Regions from separate parts of the Cricetulus griseus genome. Here region 2 is linked to region 1. Evidence: chromatin contacts called from public Hi-C data. All regions are on one chromosome and are shown on one strand. Each heading gives the region's core, a stretch centred on a gene start, on an enhancer-like site or on the middle of the called end of the contact. The rest is flanking DNA. Distances are from core to core; before and after follow the strand shown.

The links. A called contact is a pair of places that touch in the nucleus more often than the background predicts.
Region 2: a Hi-C map of the CHO-K1 cell line shows a contact between it and region 1, with 5 times the contacts expected there. The contact joins two enhancer-like sites. A contact is called at or near these places in 5 of 8 Hi-C or Micro-C datasets (the CHL-YN cell line, the CHO-K1 cell line, fibroblasts and 1 more).

What each region holds. Positions count from the first base shown.
Region 1 is chr2:138,396,380-138,402,239 of CriGri-PICRH-1.0, forward strand. The region is part of intron 4 of Znf704 (zinc finger protein 704); the gene reads left to right. Among named protein-coding and RNA genes, the nearest start is that of Znf704, 150 kb to the left of the region's middle. Within about 2 kb of position 3,027, at least 1 of the 6 cell types and tissues checked has open chromatin away from gene starts, as enhancers often do.
Region 2 is chr2:138,461,603-138,467,462 of CriGri-PICRH-1.0, forward strand. No RefSeq gene overlaps it. Among named protein-coding and RNA genes, the nearest start is that of Zbtb10, 140 kb to the right of the region's middle. Within about 2 kb of position 3,724, at least 1 of the 6 cell types and tissues checked has open chromatin away from gene starts, as enhancers often do.

The DNA.
Region 1 (5,860 bases), core at 1,777-4,276:
TTCCTCCCTCAGCATCACTCAAAGGGTGCAGTGTTGAGTAGCACGATAGTACTCGCTGGGTGTGCCCCAAGAAATAGGACCATCTTTCCTCAGAGAAGAGGGCCCTTCTGACGCATCCTGTCTTTCCTGGAGCAAGTGTCCTCAAGATGCAAGGTCATTCCACAAGACCCTGGGACTCACTTGATGAGTCAAGGAGAGCTAGTACTTGAATCCATGGGTAGCTGCAGACATGATTGACAGCTGCCTGGAGCTGAACTCTTGTTTAGCCTGCCATTCCCAGGGTATCTGAGCAAGCAGCCCTGATTCATCAGTGTGGACAGTGTGGTGACAACATCTTAGAGAAAAGACTCCCTCCAGTGCTTTCAAAGTATTAATGAAGACCTGTCACAAATACATTTATAATGTGGTATAGAACCAAAGTCATGTTCTTACCTCATGGTTAGGCTGTGTCAGTCTGGCTCAGGTAGACCGTCTACACACTTCAGCAAAATTAGCAAACAGTTGAGTCATTGATGGGAAAGGGGGAAAGCCTCATTACAAAGTGGGTAAAGTGTTTGCTGTCCAAGCATGTGGATCAGAGCTCAGGTCTTCAGGACTAATGTGAAGATGGACACAGCCGTGTACATCCATAATCCCAGTGCTCTGACAGCAAGAGGGGAAATGGAGACAGGAGAACCTCCAAAACCTCACAGACCAGCTATTTTGGCATAGACAGCAGTAAACAAAAGACCCTGATGTCTCAAACACGATGCAGGGGAGGGGCAAGGGCTGACACCCAGGTTGCCCTCTGACCTCCACCATGGCATGCTCACACCCATCCAAGTGCAAATAAGTAACACTTATTTAAAGGGCACAGGCTTCCTTCACAAAACACTAGATGGTAGACATGAATGGGTCATTTAGAATTATGCTTATTCTTTCTTGGTGTTTTCTTCCTCCAGGCTCAGTCTTCCCCTGTGATGAGGGAACTGATAGTCACTGATGTTTTACTGACATGGCCTCTTGTTCTCAAAGTGACTTTAAGTAATAAAAAATAGCAAGAAAACAGGTCCACTGCTATCCATCTTCTTGTTTACTTGGTGAACTGGTATTTATTGAGCACCATCAGGCAAAATTCTGAACCTCCTGGATGCAGGGACAGCTGCTTCACTCAAAGGTTATGAGCCGGGTGGGCAGAGGCTGATGTGTGAAAAGGCTAGACTGGTTTTGAGAGACAAAAGCTGTCTTCAAATGTTGTTGCAGGATGCAAGCACTGTCATTCAGTTCTTTTCTGCTTCAAAGCATGTTTCAAAAGGTCTCTACAGAATTAATTTAACTTTTTGCAATGCCACTTTATCTGTCACAGTCTCTCATACCCTTTCTGAATGGCTAGGCAAAATGGCTTCTACAAAAATGGGCTGTTCTTGCCAGCAGCGGTGGTGCATACCTTTAAACCCAGCACTTGGAAGGCAGAGGCAGTCGGATCTGTGTGAGTTCAAGGCCAGCCTGGTCTACAGAGCTAGTTCTAGGATAGTCAGGGAATACACAGAGAAACCCTGTCTGAAAAAAAAAAAATTTTAAAAAAGCTGTTCCATCATCAACAAAATGGTGACATGCCTTCCATGCATTCAGGGAATGGGCTCCAAGAAATATACCTCTTGGACACCAAAGAAATCTCAGAATTTGCCCATAGGATGGGAACTCCAGGTGTGTGCATTGATAACCAAGCTCAGCAGTGCCATCTGAGACAATGGAAATAGCTTATCTGTGTACGACCAGAAAACATATTGAGGATGACGAGTCATGCTCTGTGCTTCAGCAACCTGTCCCCCTGCTAAGTTCAAATATATAGTTACTGGGAATAAGGACTGACTGCCAAGTGTCCAGGTTATCAAACTGAAGAAATACTTACTTTGCTTGAGCACATCCATTCTTGCTCATGGAGCTTCCTAAGTTCATCTTATTTCCCTACCTATTCTCTTAGACTCTTAGTGTCCACTTGAACCCCAGTCTTTGCATTGGTCACATATCCAGTGGAGTTATTTGAGAAATTTCTGGACAAGATTCTCCCAACACAGGAGTTTTGATTGACAAGTAGACTGTGAGTCAATCTAATGAAGATGAGCAACACTCTTTAACAAGACAGGAGAGAATATGCTGGATGCACGGTTGGCATCATCCTCTCAGGTTCTCAGCTGTGTACTTACATGTAAGTGTATGCTGAAGAGCACATTGCTTATTATGGCCTGTCTTTCACAAAGTTTGGAAGCACCTGGTCTATATTAACAAGCGATATTGTGATGCATGGTGCAAAATCCAGGTGCTGTGCCCAAGTCAAATGAGCCACATTCCAGCCTTGGCACTACTGCTCCAAGAACCTAGGAAAGCCACTTTGTGTCTCCAGCCATCACCTTGCCTGCTTGTAAGACTGCTAGTGTGTCTGCCACACCTCTTGAAGGACAGTTGTGAAGTTGTTAAATGTGATCCCATGTAATGGAACGTGGAACTGTTTTAACGTACCTCGCATGAGCTACAAACACAGCAGAAGCAGCACTCACTGCTAACTCTTGTGGATCCATTTATGTAAAGTAGTTTGAAGTGTGAGTTGCATTGCATAGACAAGTATTATCTCTTAATGAGACGTATTTTCTGATAATCACTATATTTGCATGTATAGTCGAAGTTAACTGCAGCATTTCCTAGAATCATACTCCAAGTCTCCGATACAACCTCATTCCCGTTTTGCAGAGGCAGCTCATTGAATTGTGTGTATTGCCCAAGGTTATGCTGCTTATACTGAGGCAGAAGTACAGTGAGCTTAGCAGGCATAATAAAGAGGATGTGCTTGAGGCACAATGAGCTGGAGAATCCACTGATCCCACACAGCCCACAGAGGAGAATGACATATGGGCAGTATGGCCAGACACCACTAGACAAACACTACATGGCCTTTCCCTGCATGGGACATCCGTTCCTCAGCCACAGCAATGAAAGTGTGAGAGAGGCACCAGGCTGTCCTGGCTCCAAGTCAGCTGGCCAGCTTTGTGAGGGCTCATTCTATCGGGCTTTTCCTTCTGGTTTCAGGGAGCCTCCAACTTGTACAGAATGTGACTGGGGCTTTGAGAAGGTGCAGTTCCTGTCATGACCACAAGGTGATGCAATAACCCAAAGTAACTCTGGTGTTCTCAGGAGAAATCCAATTCTGTAGAAGGCTAAGAATTAGCTGTCAGTTCCACAAGGCCTCCTGCAAAACTTAAAGTGCCGATTAGTAAGGAAAATGCCAGATTCGTGGTTCCATCAGATCTAGAATGTGCATTCTGAAGTTGGGGTGTCACCTCTGGAGGTACACATTGATGGGCTACTGTGCTGAGTATGTGAAAAGATGAGAAGAGCAACAAAAATGCAGCCACTAGTACCAGGCGGTGGTTTCACCCTTGGGTATTGAGTGGGTGGGGAGCTTGAGAGCCCTGGGTATGGAGAGAAGAGAGCACGTGGCCTCAACCCTGATCCTGTAAGAGCCAGTGCCAAGTGGCTCGGGGTAACTGTGCGGCCCTCACTCACCCCGTGCACCTTTGGGGTTGATTGAGAAACCCAGCAGTGCAGTGAGGGAGAGTAGCTCCTGGCAGAAGTTAGGAGCACACCAGGAAACCTGATGCAGGACTCCATATTCTGGACCAGCAGCAGCACCTCAGAGACACAGATTCTGGCTTCCATCCCTTTCATTTGCTTCATAGGTGTCATGACCACAAACAGTTTTCCCTAGGTGCAGGGAGAAGCTCTGCGCTAACACAGGCATTCTGACAGCCTTGTGGTCTTACGCTACAAGTTAAGCACTTGTTGCACTCTGCATTTTTTATCTTTCAGAACAAAAAAGCAACAGGTGCCTTTGTTGTGAGTGATGCCCCTGACCAAAGCAAACAAATCCACAAAGCCCTCACACATGAGTATGGTGCCCATCTCTGTGCAGAATTCATTCCCATCTACTTACTAGGAGCAATGAGGTCGCTGTAACGAGCACTGCTCAAAAGTCCCCATGAGGACACTAAGGGAGGGTGGGGGCAGGGTCAGCGTGGGTGTTCCACTGGAATGCACGGATCACCAGGATTAGCCCAGCTGATTATCCCAGGAGAGGACCAAGTACATATAAGAGATCTGAGCTAACAGGATGCTGGACTGGCCAGCTGAGTGGTCTTTAGCAAGAGCACTAGAGCTCCAAGGACCTCAGACATCATCTACTGTCGTCCTGACCTTTCCACATGTGAGAAGCATTCAGCCTCACCTAGGAGTGAACAAGTGACCCCAAGGATGATGCTTCCTTCCAAAATCCATGGATTAAGTATAGACTTCACAAAATAATGTGAGTTCACCTTTGATACACAATTCTGTGACTTTGATTGATGTCTTTCCCCATGTTACCACTACCCTAGCTGACCAAGGCCACTGTGACAGTCGGGCAGCATGTTTACCTCTACCCCAGACAGGCCACCATCAGTGCTTTTCTGCTGCTACAGTGCTGGCCATGGTAGAACCGAGGGAAAGTGGAGACATGTAGTGTGCATACAAAGTACCAAGCCCTGGCAACAGGAACGCACACTCACTGCCAGTGGAAATGCAAAATGGTGTAACTACTTTGAAAAACAGTTTGGCAGTTTCTTACAAAGTTAAATATATACTAACCATATGACCCAGCAACTCTACTGTTGCATATGTATTTACCTAAGAGATTAGAAAACACATGTCCACAAAAAGACTTATAGACAAATGTTCATTGCAGCTTTATTCATTATCACCCCAAACCGGAAACAACACAAATGCCCGCCAGCAGGCACATGGAAAAGGAAATGATGGCATATTCACATAGCAGAACACCACACTACCAAAAAAAGAAGAAAAGCCGCCAATACACAGGACAGTGGGTTAGTGTCAAAGTCATCACGCTGTGGGGAAAGAAGCCACAAACAATACATTCTGGTACACTTGCAGAGACCTTGATTGTTTTGTTGTCTTTAAGACAGTCTCACTTCAAGGCCAAGCTAGTCTTATGTAGCCAAGGATGACCTGGCTGACTGAAGTGGTAGGGTTACAGGTGTGTACTGATGTGCCCATTATACATGCTGGGGATGAGCCCAAGGCCTTGCACGTGCTAGGCAAGCACTACTAACTGAGCCACACCTTTTGAAACACTCATCACTGCCTCGGCAACAAACCACACATCTGTGCTTGGCGTATTTGAATTCATCATTACTTTGAACTAACATCCTATACCTACTAATTTCATTTAATCTACTCATGAATAAAAGAGAAGAGCCCATAAACATAAGCTCATGTGTATAAGGCTGCTGTCTCAGTTAAAAATATAGCTGGAACCCTCTCAGTGGAACTCCTGACCCTGAAGGAGTCCTTGAGATAAGCTGAGAAGGATGTGTGGTGCTGCACACTTACCTGCCGTCCTGTGCTCAGAGATCTGATCCACAATTCAGAAATGAAGACATAAAGTGTCCTTCCTCCGTAGAAGTACACACACACATACTTATATACACCCCACATCCCCATATTGAATAATGAGATACGTCCCTGGGAGTCTCCTGTGCATCAGAGAAGCCAATATGACACTGCAAAGGCTACAGTGCTATGGTGGTGTTCATGAAACTTCTAGACTGTTGGCTTTAGTCCAATGCATTCATTCCTAAGCATGTCCAACCATACTTCAAAATCAAGCCATGTTCCTATCCCAGGGAAGGAGCGCTACCACTGGCAACCGTCCTGTCGGTCCTGGATATCAGTCTAGATTTTATTAGGAAAATGGAATGCACTCCATTTAGCCCAGGTGTGAAACCATTTTAAAATAAGATTGTGGTCAGGTGTAATGGCCCATGCCTTT
Region 2 (5,860 bases), core at 2,474-4,973, 66 kb after region 1:
TTTCTATGAGTTCAAAGTGAGACTGGTCTGCATATTGAGCTCCAGGTCAAACAGGGCTACACAACAAAGCCTGTCAGAAAAAAAACAAAAGGACGGACAATACCCAAAATCCTCCACACATACCTGAGAAAGTATGTGTGAACATGTGTGTGCACTCAAGCACATGCACACACTCACACACACTCTCTCACACACTCACATACTCACATACTCTCACACACTCTCACGTACACTCACACATTCATACACACACACACACTCTGACACACTCACACTTACACACTCACACACTCTCACATACACACTCTCACACACTCTCACACTCAGATACTCACACATACACACTCTCACACACTCTCTCACACACTCACACACACATACACACTCTCACACACACTCTCACACACATACACTCACACATACATACACACATTCACACACTTTCTCACATACTCACATACTCTCACACACACACACTCTCTCACACACCCTCTCACACACTCACATACTCTCTCTCACACACACACTCTCTCTCACACATTCACACACATACACTCACACATACACACACTCACATGCATATTCATACACACACACTCTTTCTCTCTCTCTCTCTCACACACACACAAACATACACACACAAATTCTTTTAAGTTGTGGTCAAGTCTGTGGTCCCTTCTAACGTCCAGTAAATGTCTCATTCCATGACCTTCAGCTCAGCTTGCTGACGCTGTCATTCTGCCAGCTGTCCCGAAATAATTACTAAAAGTCCCAGCTTTGTTCCCAAGAATGTCCCCTGGGACAAAACAGCACATGGCCTGCCAGCTTAAGCGCCTTGCCTTGTATTGAAGGTGTGTGTGAAGCTGGGGATAGGAGCATGATGAGAAGCTCAGCTGCCCACTCACCTCTTTACAGAGGGAATGGAAGAGTGACGTGGCTCCTACAGGTGACCACCAGAGCAGATGACCTGCAGGCAGGCTAAGTGCAGTGAGCAAACTGGAGGAGGGTGGGGGATGGGAAGGGGGTGGAGTAAGTTGCAGAGAACCAGGGACAAACCCAAGAACAGAAATAAGCTTTTCTGGAATCTTGAGACAATTCCAAACAAAACTGGATGCATTAAATAGCTTTTCATTTCCCTGTACTTGATAAAATTCACTGTTTTTTAAAATCTGCAGAATATTCTACTTCAAAACATAAAGTCTAAAATAAAATTATCTAAGATTTTCCAAAAGGAAGGAGTCAAATTGAGCTTGCACACATTCACAGAAGAAGAAGAAGAAGAAGAAGAAGAAGAAGAAGAAGAAGAAGAAGAAGAAGAAGAAGAAGAAGAAGAAGAAGAAAGATCCATCACCAGAATTTTTAACTGGAACATATTAGACATTAATTTTTAAATGGAGAGCTAGCAACATGTTTATTGGTGTGTTTTTAAAGCCCCATACAGGGAGGAACACTTTGTGATGTCTGTGTAGACCATCTGTAAGTGAGACTCAGGCATTTTTACAGCATCTGTCCCAAGTCCACAGCATGTATGAAATATTTGAAGAACAATTCACCCTTTTTTCCAGGCAGATACAAGATACAGTTGAATGTATTTTATGGCCCAGGCATATACAAACCTACACAGCATTTTATAATCTACCTAAATGTCACCAATGTGATGGCAGGAAGGAGCAGAACAGTGATGAAGCTGTACCCTAGAGCCAAACACCAAGGTTTGAATCCTGCATGTACAAACTTGATGTTTGCATCTGTAAAATAAGGGTGGTTTTGGTAATTTGATTAGATTATCTAAATAAAATGTTTATGACCATTCTCAGAAAATAGCATGAACTATGATGACATTGACCACAATGACAACTCAAGTGATGGTGATTAGAGATTAGCCAGAAGATGGGACAATTGGAACATTTGAACATGAGCTTGGGGAGTAACAAATGTACACGTTATGAACTAGTCCCTGACAGAAGGTTCACTTTTGCTACTCTAAGAGGGTCCACCCGTCCATTATTCCCCCCCTACAAAAAAAATGACAAAATTCTAAGAGTTTTCTGTCAATCAAATGTGAATTGCTTGAGGGAAGGGACTGACATATATTTTCACACAGATAACTCACAGTACTTGAAATAAGGTGATTGAGTATTTGTTGCTATCCGTTGTCCAATGGCTCTTGAGAAAGTGTCATGTGCAGTCTGACCAGTGCTGGCTGTCCTAGATGCTAAGGACATATGTTGGCTTATTGGGTCACCCAAGGTCAAAGCTGGTCATACCACACCAGAACATTATCTTTAAGGAGTATGAAGAAATAAGTGGATTTTTTTGTTTGTTTGTTTGGTCTCTTGCCCATAATATATAAACAATCCCAACATTTTTCTTCCTGCAGTGTCTATTCTTAGCAGTCTTAGGCTTAGCTAGAAAGATCTTTCAGAATCCAAGCAGCCTTACCAAGCCATGGCTCTACTGGAAAAAGTAGAGGAAATGGCAGGAAGAAGTCCCAGAGACCAGGAACTAGTTTTAAGAGCCACATCAAAGAGTGAGGACTGAAAGTTCCCGACACTGCATAAGACCCCCAGACCCCTCATGTCAGGAACATGTCTATAATAATGGTCCCACAGCCAAAGTTCCTAGGCCTCATCAAGGGATGTGCCCTGTGACAAGTCACTGCACTGTGGAAGCTCAAAGCTGTATCATATCAGTTATGTTCCTTCATGGTCTCCTTCAGTCCATATGAAGCTGACCAGTCATAGGTCATTCTCACCAGAAGCCATGTTGCTTGGTAACACATTTGTTTCCATCCAGTTTCCAGGCAAGCAGGCTAGTGCATTAACCCAAAATCTTTTCATTCATTTTCTTTGAAAAGGAAAGATTATTATTATTATTATTATTATTATTATTATTTTGGTTTTTGAAGCCTGTCCTCGAACTCACAGAGATCCACCTGCCTCTGCCTACCTAGTGCTGGGATTAAAGGTGTGTGCCACCAACGCCCAGGGAGAAGGAAACATTTTGTTCACATTTCCTGGCATATTCCTGGTATACCCTAAAGTCAGTACCATGAGACCTTCATAGCTGACTGCTTTCTCCCTGCCCAACCATCATATGTCGCCTGCCTGGTTAACACAGTCATTGTCACAATTTTTTTGCAAAGCTTTCTATCCCCAACTCTAGAGCATGACACTTGGACAATTGTCAGAGACTAAACACTGCTTGCCTCCAACCTCTTCTAAACACATCTAACCTGCAGATCGCTCACCATTGTTTGTTCAGGCCTGAACAGCCTTCAGTGATGGTACCTAACCAACCACAGCCCTGGAACATAAAGTCAAAACAAAAAATTTGGATGTCCGTTCTGAAGAATTACATATTATACCCGGTATTAACTGATGGGTGCCTCTATTGTATGTTGTGGCTCCATCAAGGATCCTGCTGAAGCACCTGCTGCCCCGTGTCTACAGTGCCCACTTACCATGAGCTGCCACAGAGAAGTAACCAGGTCATATTCCAGCTGTTTCTCCAGAGCCAGGGACATCCATCTCAACAGTTAGACTGCACATCCCCAAGCTGGCCAGCTTAAACACAAGTGAACATACTGGGCGACTTCCAAGACACTGATAAATCACTGAGGGAAACAAAAGAGGAAGTTCCAGAGCAGAAAAGCAGGGATGCTGGGGAATTCAGCATTTGCTGATGCATTAGAACTTGGAGGAAATGGTCACTGCAGATTTTCTGTGGTCTGGTTCCAACCTGAGTCACTGCCTCCCTACTTCGGGAAATGGTAATAACCACTATGGGAACTACAAACAGACTCAAAAAGACTTTGACAGATTGAATCATAATCCAGCCTCCAGCCAGAACTTTCTAAGTAACCAAATGCATGGATTTTGGAAGAACAAAAAACAAATTCTCAAATCAAGGCTATAAAAGCCAAACCAAGCTGGGCGTTGGTGGCACATGCCTTTAATTCCAGCACTTGAGAGGCAGAGGCAGGCGGATCTCTGTGAGTTCAAGAGCCAGTGCCAGGATAGGCTCCAAAGCTACACAGAGAAACCCTGTCTGGAAAAATCTAAATAAATAAATAAATAAAAACTAAACCAAAAGTGTTCATATAAAAATTACAATTTTATTATTGAACATTTCAAGATCACAGGAATTTTATATGCAATTTCAACTATATTAATCCACAATTGAGAGCTAGCTTGGAGATTATTCTAGCTTGTTTTCTGTTTCTGTGATAAAGCACTGACCAAAACCAACATGTTCGAGGGGCGGTGTTTCAGTTACAGCTTCTAGTCCATCAAGTGAGGTCAAGACTCAAGGGAAGAGTCTACAGACAGGAACTGAAGCAAAACCCCAAAGGAATGCTGATGACAGGCTTGCTTTCCCTGGCTTTCTCAGCCACCTTTCTCATACAGTTCACCTGCCTAGGGATGGCACCACCCACAGTGAGCCGGGCCCTCTCACGTCAATAGAAATTCTGAAAATGCTTCACAGACATGGCCAAAGCCTAATATTATGGAGTTTCAACCAAGATTCCCTCTTCCCAGATATGTCTAGTTTTGTATCAAGTCAGCAAAAACTATGAACAGGACATTGTAGAGAAGAGCTGGTCCTATCAAGGGAGCCAAGAAGCAGATCCTTAGGCTTTTGTTCCATCCCAGACTACAGCCTGTAGGGTGATACTACCCCAACTTAAGTATTGTCCCTAGTGCCAGGCCCTGTGACAGACACATGCAGAAGTGAGTTTCACTAACGCATCTTTTAGTCCAACCAGACTGGCAACCAAGATTAACCATCAAGCCAGGCATGGGAGCTCAGGCCTTTAATCTCAACACTCAGGAGGCAGAGACCAGCAGATCTCTCTGAGTTTGAAGCCAGCCTGATCTACATAATGAGTTCCAAGACACGCAGGAGTACATGGAGAGACCCTGTCTCAAGTTTGAAACAAAACAAAACAAACAAAAAGATTAACCGTCATAGGGGACAACTCTACAGGCCAAATCAATGCAAGCATTTGAAGCTGAGAAAAAATAATAGCTGGGATCTAGTATATGCTTTCCAGCTCTCATTTCTTTGCAGGAAAGAAAAAAAAAAACTCCAATACAACAATAGTCCTTCTTCCTTCCCTGCTTTGTGTAAGCAGACTGACACCCAGGGGATGCTGATCAAACACATGTTAACAGTACTCTCCTTGACACTGAAAAACAACAAGGAAAAGAAGCACCAGTCAGGGCCCTGTAATAGAGACACATTTCTCTGAGAAAATAAAACAGAAAAAGCTAAGTAAGATTGAGACAGAAAGATTCCCAAGATGTGTTATTGCATGTGCATGCATGTGTATATACACACACACCAAAGTATACACAGATGTTTATTTATGTGACTATCTACACAGGATAGACGTGTCTATATGGTCAGGTTTCTGCCTGGATTTCTGAATAACATATAAGAACTCTTGGCTGCTGTTTACACCTGGAAGCAAATCCACGATGGGTTAATTACATATCAGCTTGTATTGTTTGTTTACCACATGTTGCCTTTTTTTTTTTCCTAACTGTAAATACAAGAAAGAAAAGTTAAGCCCCACCACCAGGAAGTATCTACTTGGCCCATGGATAAAAGAAACTGCCATTTACTTACTGAGGATCTGGGCCAAAGGCTCTGCCACCTCCAATCAGGACTACCCATGGGTGTGCAGTTGATGTTCCTGGCCCCTGGAGAATAGCTGAGCCCCCTCCTGCTGCTGGTTGGTTCTCTGCCTCACTCAATCCCACAATTGGCTCTGCCTTTGGTCTTTTTCTAGCATATGGAATGCAGCCAAATTGGGATGTTTCCCAGGGAGGGCAAACAACACTTTGGAGATTGA